Regions from separate parts of the Sus scrofa genome. Here regions 1 and 3 are each linked to region 2. The links are chromatin contacts, called in public Hi-C maps. All regions are on one chromosome and are shown on one strand. Each heading gives the region's core, a stretch centred on a gene start, on an enhancer-like site or on the middle of the called end of the contact. The rest is flanking DNA. Distances are from core to core; before and after follow the strand shown.

Region 1 (3,121 bases), core at 155-2,654, 190 kb before region 2:
AGAAGTGTACTGAACTGGAATAGTAATAAATAGGAAGATGTCCACTTACACGTGTTCACGGGAGGGCACTGCTCACAGGGAGTTCCCCAGGCTTTACCCAGAGAACAGCAGCAGGAAGCCTTGGAAACACCAACTCCAATTTCATTGCTACAGGCTGTATCTCCATTGTCTCCTCGAGGTCGAACATCCAAATAGCAATTTCCAGAGCGGGTATCTGTTTACCATACACACACACAAAAGTGTCAGGCAAATTCTTCTGATGTCAGGGTTGAAAAATCAAATCTCTTCAGAGACTTTTAAAAACCACAGTTTACTAAGAAACTAAAAAGGGCCCTAACACATATACTGGAATTTACCAGGAGAAACACACACACACACACACACACACACACACACAGTATAAACCAGATTTAGGAAATGTTTAAATTTTTATACTATTACTTGTTTAAAATGCGAGAATGCAATGTTGAATGTTGCTTTTTAAAATAACAAAAGTATGTTTCTTTGAAAAGTTTGTAAGATCTTACCAACACAGCCAACTCGAGTTGGATTCAGCTCAAAATCGGGTGGACAGTCACAGGTATAGCTGCCTGGAGTGTTGACACAGTTTCCACTGATACACGTGGTTGGATCCAGACATTCATTAACATCTAAAACCAAACAGCAAGGGACAGAGTTATCCCCCAACCAGTGGGGGGCAGGCGTCACCATAAAATGGTAGTGCCAAATCTAGGGCTCCCAGCTAGAATTTTTAAGAGTTACTAGTTATAATTACCCCTAGCAATATAGTCTTCCACTTTTGAAATAAACCCCCTCAGGAAGGAAATATGTCATAGGCTTTGGTCTTTTTCCCCTGGAACATATTTAGCATTCAAATTTGTCATCAGGAGAAAATATAACTTTGGAACTCGGAAAAATATTCCAGTGAAGGTAACTGAAAGCAAAACATTACTGTGACCTCGGTCAACCAAAAATTCAGACACAGGTTTTAAGAAAATATATTTAATATGTGCAGCTTGTTATTTTATCAAATTAGAGCAAGATGTCCCAGGGAGCCCTCAGGAGCGGGCGACTTCTGCTGCTTCCCCTGCCGGGCGTGCTGGCCCTGGGCCGGGCCGGTGCAGCTGATCACAAGCGCAGACGCCTGCGAGAGGCTTAGCCTGTTCCTTCAAGCCAGCTCAGAGACTCTCTCCCATCACCCATGCTCAGTAAAATATTTCCCTTTCAGTTTCTATTCTAAAAACATGTACAGAATTCCAAATATCAAGGACATGCGTTATAACAAGTTCCATGCGTGTGCAATCCTTTTGTCTACTTTGAATACTTGCGAAATATTCAAGAACAGACAAGCTGACTCAGAGAGGAGTGAGAAAGGAAGCAGGAGGATCCCTTCCCTGGGTCTAGAGCTCAGACCTCTGACCCTCCTGGAGGTTCCATCACAGAGAATTCTTTGGCTCTAATTGAATGTGAACTTTCAGGGACAGTGCAGAAATCAGGGCAGGGGGGAATGATGCTGGTGGTGATTCGGGGCAGTGAAGAGAGGGCTTGGACCATGGAGAGGCAACTTCCTGTGGTGTGCTAGAGCCCAGCTTGGTGTCATAACAATTTTTAAGAAAAAACCAAGAGAAGAATGTGTACCTGGGAGAGAATATCTTAGTCCAGACCAATCTGGGGGAGATGGTGGTGGTGGTCATAATTGGAGAGCCGCTGAGTTAAGGTTTGTCTGGGCAGTTGGAAAAATTAGGCTTTTCCTGAACTCTTGAGCCCATACAAAATGGAACTTGTTTCCTTAGTATCCTTGAACAGAAGGGGAGACTAGGATGGAGAAATGAAAACGACTCTCTAAGTCTGAACTCAGAGCCAAAGTGAATCAGGGGATGGTCGATCTACAGAGAACCTACAGCTTTTCTAACTTTTTTCTTATATTCCTGGAGAGTGCTTTACTTTAGCAAAAAGTGATGGGAACACACTAGAAATGGATGGCTGAATTCTATGCACCATGTTCTCTGGTAACCACCAACGGGCCAGGGCTAGGAAGGAGCAAATGTCTCAGTAGAGAAGCAGAGGGGGAAACCCATGATCCCAGGGCATGGCTCGCAAAAGGAAACCCTCTGAAAATGCACCCAAGAAGAAAGGCATGTGGCAAGCCCGGCACATGCCTCTGCAGCCACGAGTTCAATCCTAAGGCTGATACCTCTGCTCCTTCAACCCTCTTTGACTCTTTCCTCTGCATCCTCATGTGTACTCAGTTCCAGGTCTGAGGAAATGGAGGCTGTGATCCATAATGCTGCCTCGCTGCTTTGCTTTTGTGACTCTGTGGCTATCCTTGTGTGGTTCTCGGATGCACCTGGGAGCAGGTTTCCACACCAATGGACGCCTTACCTGTGCAGTTCCCGCCACTTCTGTCCAATTCATAGCCGATCTCACACTCACAGCGGAACAGACCGGGGAGGTTATGGCAAGTTCCAAAGACACAGATATTCGGAAGAGAGCACTCATCAATATCTTGGGGAAGGATGAAAAAGGGGAGATATTACTTTTTTTGGCTAAAGAAGCTGCCTAATGTAATTAGGCAAATGATGTTATTATTAAGAACCTGAAAACTATCTATCACCCTTGGTCCTTCTCCAATAGACTTTTATTAGATGTTTTGTCACCTATAAGAAAGTCTCCCAGGTGAGAACTTAACTCTTCTTAGCCCCATTACACACAAAGCAGTGGGCTGAGCATTTCATGTATATGACCTCATTTCTGGTGTTTCACATAGGTCCACATGGCTTTTGTAAATTTAGAGCCAAACAAGCCACCTATACTAAATTCTTTGGCTGTTCTTATCCATACATAAATTGTTTTTGCTGTGAGTTAAAATGTTAAGAACCTCAAATGTTTTGTGGTAACTTCATCATTAGTTTTATAGTCTTTGCACTCCTAGTGCTATGGTGTGTGTTTGCAATTGTTGATGGAGATCTAGAAATAGCAGATGCTCTTCCCAGGCCTCGCGCTTGTAGAATTGACACACAGGCACATTTTCAGCCTTGAGATTGGACTGGCTTTAAATAGCCATGCACACTCTGCCCGTGATGTTTAATATATTGAGAACAAGCAAACAAACAAAACTTTC
Region 2 (3,032 bases), core at 181-2,680:
ACTATTAATTATGTGTCTTCTCTGCCTTCTCTGACTGTCCTTAAATCCCTTTCTCTCCTTGCTCGCTTATAAACAGAGCATCTACAAAGATGCCCACAAGGCAAGTACTCTCCCTACACACAACCGGAATTGGTATGAAGGGAAAGGATGGGCTGCTCCTCTTCTCAGTCGCAGCTCCTCCCCCTTCTTCCTCAAAGAACCCTCTGGCCTCCCAAAATCTGCCTCGACAATGGCCCAAGATTCTTTTTAGCCGTGACCTATCTTCTGTGGCAGAAATCCCTAAAGAGTGGAAGCAAGGCGGTTTAGTTGCGAGGACGGGTAACCCTTGCATCTCTAGGATGACCCCAGGAGGTCTTGTCAAGGAGGCTTATACTTAGATCCTGATACTCAGGAGAGAGAGGGGACACCCACACCAAAGGAGCTGGCCCTTTCCATTACCCTTTAAGCGCGTCGTGTCCTCCGCCACCTCTTCTCTTGGCCCGACTGGCTCTGGTTTCCTTCCCATTCCCAGCCTCCAAATTGGCGTCTGCCCCATGGCTCGTGTAGGACGCTAAGAGCACGGTAAATCCCAGGGCGACCTCCAGCAGCCTCCCTCGCCGCATGATGCCGAGAGGCCACCGGCTCCTGCCGCCTCTAGCCGCGTCCCGGGCTCGGTCCGCGGCCGCCGCTGCGCCCTGGAGCGCGCCGCGCCGCCGGGGTCCCGCTCTCCCGCCGCCGTCCCCCGGGCCGGGCTCCTCCCGCCTTCTCCAGGCGCTGCTCCCACTTCAGGCGGCCCCTGCCAGCTGCAACAGACAAATCGCCGAGGCGGGGGAGACATTCATATTCGGGGCATCAGGATGCTGAAGCCACAGGGTCCCCATTCCCGAGCCCAACCCGCGCGCCGCCTGCGCGTGGCGCAGTTACTTTGGGTAAGTGAAGACCGTTTGGTCTACAGCTGGCTGAAAAGCCCAGGCCCCCGGCGGCAGCAGCTCCAGCCAACCCCTCGGCCTCCCGGGCGCCGCCTGAAGAGAAAGCCGCAAAGTCCCCATGTTCCGAGCTGCTCTAAACCCCGAGGCGAGCTCGCTGGGTTTATTTTTCACTGGCACGAATTGCGCACGATGCGCGCTCTGACGCCCCAGCTCCCCAGCCTGTCCTCTCCGCCAAGCCGCCGGGCTGGAAGCCCGCCGCGCCATCCGCGGCCGGCTCCGGGGGCTGCCACCGCCCCCCGAGCATCTGACGCCAAGCCCGGCACCGGGAGCCCCGGGCCAGGAAGCTGTCAGGCAGGGGAGGGCCAGCGCCAGCTCTGGAAGTTCCGAGACAGCCCCTCACCCCAGTCCCTGTCCCTGCCCTTAGCGCGGCGCAAACGCAAAAGCCTCCGTGGCTAGAGATCCAGCCCCGGTGGCCGCCCGACCCCTATCGGGACCCCGGCTGCACCCACTGGAGAAGCGGCGGCTCCGGCTCCTGAGGCGGCGGCGGCTGTTCCTCGGTCCTGGCCGCGGCAGCCGCTGCCCTGCTCCGCCCGCAGCTGTCCCAGCTGTAGCCGCCTTTCCGCCTGTGGCACCCACAGTCTCTGCCGCGGCTCCCGCGGCCCCCTCCTTTCCCCACCTCTTCAAGTATCGTCTGCGCAGCGGTTTCTCGCGAGAGAAATACTTTTAAAAAAAAAAAGAAAAAGAAAATGACACCCCCTCCTACATCCCCCTCATCACCACCCCACCCCTCGGCCCCATCCATCCTCCCTTTCCACTCCCCTTTGCCAGCCACCGCCTCGGCGCGGGGGCCTCCCTCGCTCGAAGGATTAGCGCAATGGGAGGAGGCAGAGGTGATCGGGTCCTGCCTGGCCTGGGATTTTGCGTTTTGGGGTGAGGAGTTGAGGCAATGGGAAGAAGTGGAGTAGCGGTTTCGCCCGCTCTAGGGCTGGGAGATCTAGATCCGAGATTAGTCTCTCCCGTGATCTGGGAAGCCCTGCCAGCGCGGAAAGCTGTGCCACCTGCACCAAGAACGCGCGCTAGAAACTGTGGCTCCGGAGGCCCCAGCGGACCCTGCTGGAGAAGCGACGCGTCCAGGTTGCCCGTGTCTCCGCGCCGCGGCCTCACTGTGCCTCCCAGACACAGAGCGGAGGCCCAAGGCCTGGAGGCCGGGACAGGGCAGGTCGTGGGCCAGGGTGACCGCAGGGGCTGGGGTCTAGCGGCGGGGGTGGGGGCTCTGCCTTGGACACTGGCAACGAGACCCACTGGAGGCGAGGCTCATCTGAATTTCGGTTCAAGCACCCAGGCTGAACGCAAGATGATCGAAGAGTCTGAGTGGGATTCCAACCCAGAGGCCTGTGAATGTTAGCCTGGTATTTGGAGGGGGTGAAAGGATGGTCCTTTTGTCCAGCTCACATCTAAGACTTGGCTTCTCCTAGACGACCCTGTTTTACCTCCCCAAACATTACATTCATATTCTCATTTTCTCTCTCTCTCTCCCCCACTCTCCTCCCTCCCCCCCCCCCCACACACACTCACGCGCGCACACACACCTGGCTACCTCTCCAGGACAAGCTGGGCACAGTGACTTTAAGAATAGAATAATCATGGTATCCTTATATGGATAAGGCCCCGTGTTGCCTCCATTCTACAATGGTTTAGAAAGGCAGGAAATTGCACTCTGGGCCCTGGATGCTGGAACTGGAGACCCCCAGAAAATCCCCATGTAGTAGCCACCAGCTGTCAAGTCAGAAATAAGAGCTCAGCACAAATAGGAATCCTGCTGAAAGGGGTTTTCCTTATTTACAATGGTTTATGCCCAGATAATAAGGTATAGGGACCTGAGCAAGTTATTTCACTTCTTTCCAACTGCAAGATGAGAATAATAATGTTGACCATACAGGGTTAAAATGATGAGGATGAGCTTGCTTTCTATGCCACCATGATCTTGAAGATGAAAACAGTGAAACTGTCAAAAATATAGGCCCATTTAAAGTTAAAGTCCTAAAGAATGTGGTCTAGTTTGAGCTCTCACCTATAAAAATTCTCATAGCATATTCATGAATTGGAGACTTGATCATATCATAC
Region 3 (3,048 bases), core at 419-2,918, 230 kb after region 2:
AATAGAGGTCTGCCAGCTATAAAAACGGTTCAAGGAACGAGTAACATTCAGTACACCTGGAAAAAGATGACTGTGCAGCCTCTGGGAAATCTTCCTTCAAATAATGCAACATCTTCTGGGATGAAAATACCACTGCCTTCAACAAGCCCTCCCAATCCTGTTCCCTCGTGAAATTAATCACTCTTTGGCACTTTCAGGCTTTTTTTTTTTTTTTTCCTTTTCTTCTTTTTTAGGGCCGCACCCCGCTGCGTATGGAGGTCCCCAGAATAGGGGACCAAATGGAGCTGTAGCCGCGGGCCTACAGCACAGCAACGCTGGATTCCAGCCGCGTCTGAGACCTACACCACAGCTCACAGCAACACTGGATTCTTAACCTACTGAGCCAGGGATTGAACCCGCGTCCTCATGGATACTAGTCGGGTTTTGTTAACCACTGAGCCACGACAGGAACTCCAGGCTGTATTTCTTACACTTTTCTTATGGCTCCAATTTCAACTTCTCATTTAGTTGAGTATATTCACGTCTAAGCAGTGGATACAAATTGTTACACATTGTGAAGTAGATGGCAAAATTCAGCTTAAATAGACTCAAATTCGCGACCATAAAATAGAAAAGGTTAAGTGCCACAAAGGGGGCCTTGAGAGTTAGGAAATTCTACTTACTTGATTACATACTAGCTTCCTTTCTAGAATGAAAACAGCCAGAGCACACTAGCCTGATGTTTCAGACTTGGAATAGCAGGCTTAGGAGGCATCTATTTATTCATTCCACAATTATTTGCCAAGCACTGTTCAAGATCACAAAGTTCAACAGGGCTTGGCGGAGGGAAAGAAAACAGATGTATATAAAAATGATGACAATAATCTGATCAGTGCTAATGAGAGCATTTCGGACAAATATACTCAGGGTGCCCAGAGGATGCAGCGGGTAGGCACCCACAAGCTGAACGAAGAATAAACCAATGACCTTACCAAAGAACTCCTTTTGGCGTCAACCACGGTAAAAACAGATACCGAGAAAACGAAACTGCAAGACCCCAGGGTGCATCCTGGGGCTGCTGACTTGGGCTGCCGGCGTCACAGGCACTCGGTCAACACACGTGTACAGAGCACCCACTGTGAGCCAGGCACAGCGCCAGACGAACCACGGCGGGGGTCCCCAGGGTAGAGTCTCAGGGCTACTCTAGCGGCGTAGAGGAGGCAAGGAGGGCTTCTAAGACGTCACTTCTAAGTAGGATCTTGGGGTCTGGATGACACTTCAGAGACTGAGTCCCGCCACCCCGAGCAGTACACCACTGCAGTATTTGGGGAGGGGGCGGGTTAATCCACCCAGAAGCCCCAGCCAGAATCCCAAGGACTCCGCACCTCCTCCTACCCCTGCCGCAAGCCCATCCCCGAAGCGAAACTCACCGGAGGCCACAGATGCTGTCAACGTAGAGTCACCTTAGCTCTGGTGGAAGACCAGCCTCTAGCAAACCCCTCGCCCTGGCTCTAATCCGCTAGCTTCTTCCTAGTCACAACCGAACACTGGAGGCCTGAAGCCATTGAAGAGCAGCCTCCCCCTTCAATCGCCGGGTAGTAGCTGGCCTAGTAGGGGGGGCCATGGCGGCTGGGGGCAGGGCGAGGGGGCGGAAGTCTCCTCCTTTCTCAAGCTAGGTTGAGAAGTCCGCCTGCAGTTGCAAATACTATACGGCTGTTTAAAAGCGGGCGCCAGAGGTGGCGGGAAGTTCCTCCTGTGCGTCCATTGGTGGACTTGTGAGCCAATTACAAAAGGGTTCACTGCAGAGGGGGCGGGTTTATCGGTTGCATAGAGACGCCCTAGCACCTGGCCTCCTGCCTGTGAACTGGTCTTACCCAACCCCACCTGGTGCAATGCTCCTGCCCTCCGCGCTCCCCACTCCTAAATATCAGTTCTCAAGAGCGGTACACAGAATCCTTCGCTTCCCCCACCGAATCCACCTTGGAGGTTTTTGTATCTATCCTTCAGATTCTCTAAATTGCCTTAACAGCCTTAGAGGTTGTTTCACTTTGTCTTCTTGCTTACTAGATCCCACCTTGTTTGAATTTGTGTTTCTTTAATTACTGATGGGATGACACGTGTTTATTGACTACTTGAATTTCCTAGAGTGTGAATGTTCCTGTCACTCAGGTATATGTTAACCTGACCTTTAAGACAATGCTCTCCAGTCCGGAATAAATCCCATTACGGTATCTACCTTCCTGGGATAAAAGGGTCTCAGAAGAGCTCCTGCTGTAGTGCAATGGGATCGGCAGCATCTTGGGAACTCTGGGAGGCAGGTTCCATCCTTAGCCCGGCACAGTGGGTTAAAGGAACTGGCATTGCCGCAGCTGCAGCTTAGTAATTCGTGGCTCGGCTCGAAATTGATCCCTATCGCCGTGGGCGGCTGGGGGGTGGGAAGCGGGAGGTGGGGGAGGCGAGCGGGAGATGGGGACGCGGGCGGGGGGTTTTCCCAGAGACGCTCATGGAGTTGGTAGCAGTAAGTTCACACTAGTTTTAATTCTTTCCCATATACACTAGTATAGAGTAAAATAGTTGTTAAAAGTTGTCCATAGTCTGGCTCGTTTTCCTTTGCTACCTCACCATTCCACTTTTGGATACCAACACGAACCACTGCAACCCCATCAACTAAGCATAAGGGCCTGGCACATAAAATGCACTCAGTCCATAGCACTAGATGAATGAAACCTCTGGCCTGGCTCCCTGAGGTTCTCAGAATGCTTTTGGTTTGCTCAAACTCTATCTTTCACCTACAGTGCCCCTACTTAACTTCCCCAGCTACTCAGTCTCCAAGATAGATGAGCACATCCCCTGAAGTCTTTGATGACACATACCTCCCAACCTTGGTAGAAATGATCCTTCTCCCCTCTGGATATGGTGTATTCATCTCATTATAATCCTCATTATCTACTATAATTAGTTGCTGTGTAATCTTTCACTCAGTCCAGCGTCAATATCTTGAGACACTTACTTTGCTTCTTGGACACTTCATGGCCCCTGGAAGGCACTAAAAACAACTTTAATAAATGA

The links. A called contact is a pair of places that touch in the nucleus more often than the background predicts.
Region 1: a contact with region 2 is called in a Hi-C map of subcutaneous adipose tissue, with 2.4 times the contacts expected there. The contact joins the enhancer-like site here to the promoter of FBN1 in region 2. A contact is called at or near these places in 5 of 47 Hi-C or Micro-C datasets (embryonic fibroblasts, fetal heart ventricle, heart right ventricle and 2 more) and 1 of 2 datasets of contacts at active chromatin or transcription factors (skeletal muscle).
Region 3: a contact with region 2 is called in a Hi-C map of embryonic fibroblasts, with 2.4 times the contacts expected there. The contact joins the promoter of CEP152 here to the promoter of FBN1 in region 2. A contact is called at or near these places in 1 of 5 promoter capture datasets (fetal liver), 6 of 47 Hi-C or Micro-C datasets (embryonic fibroblasts, fetal heart ventricle, fetal skeletal muscle and 1 more) and 1 of 2 datasets of contacts at active chromatin or transcription factors (skeletal muscle).

What each region holds. Positions count from the first base shown.
Region 1 is chr1:123,294,879-123,297,999 of Sscrofa11.1, reverse strand. FBN1 (fibrillin 1) reads right to left here. Exons shown (of 65, transcript NM_001001771.1): 35 at 2,383-2,505; 36 at 528-650; 37 at 50-214. Among named protein-coding and RNA genes, the nearest start is that of DUT, 170 kb to the left of the region's middle. Within about 2 kb of position 1,404, at least 5 of the 83 cell types and tissues checked have an H3K27ac peak or open chromatin away from gene starts, as enhancers often do. A contact at or near this core is called in subcutaneous adipose tissue, where this site is marked.
Region 2 is chr1:123,100,409-123,103,440 of Sscrofa11.1, reverse strand. It overlaps FBN1 (fibrillin 1), which reads right to left and starts at 1,430. Exons shown (of 65, transcript NM_001001771.1): 1 at 439-1,430. The coding sequence starts at 602.
Region 3 is chr1:122,874,766-122,877,813 of Sscrofa11.1, reverse strand. CEP152 (centrosomal protein of 152 kDa) reads right to left here and starts at 1,668. Exons shown (of 27, transcript XM_005659632.3): 1 at 1,410-1,668.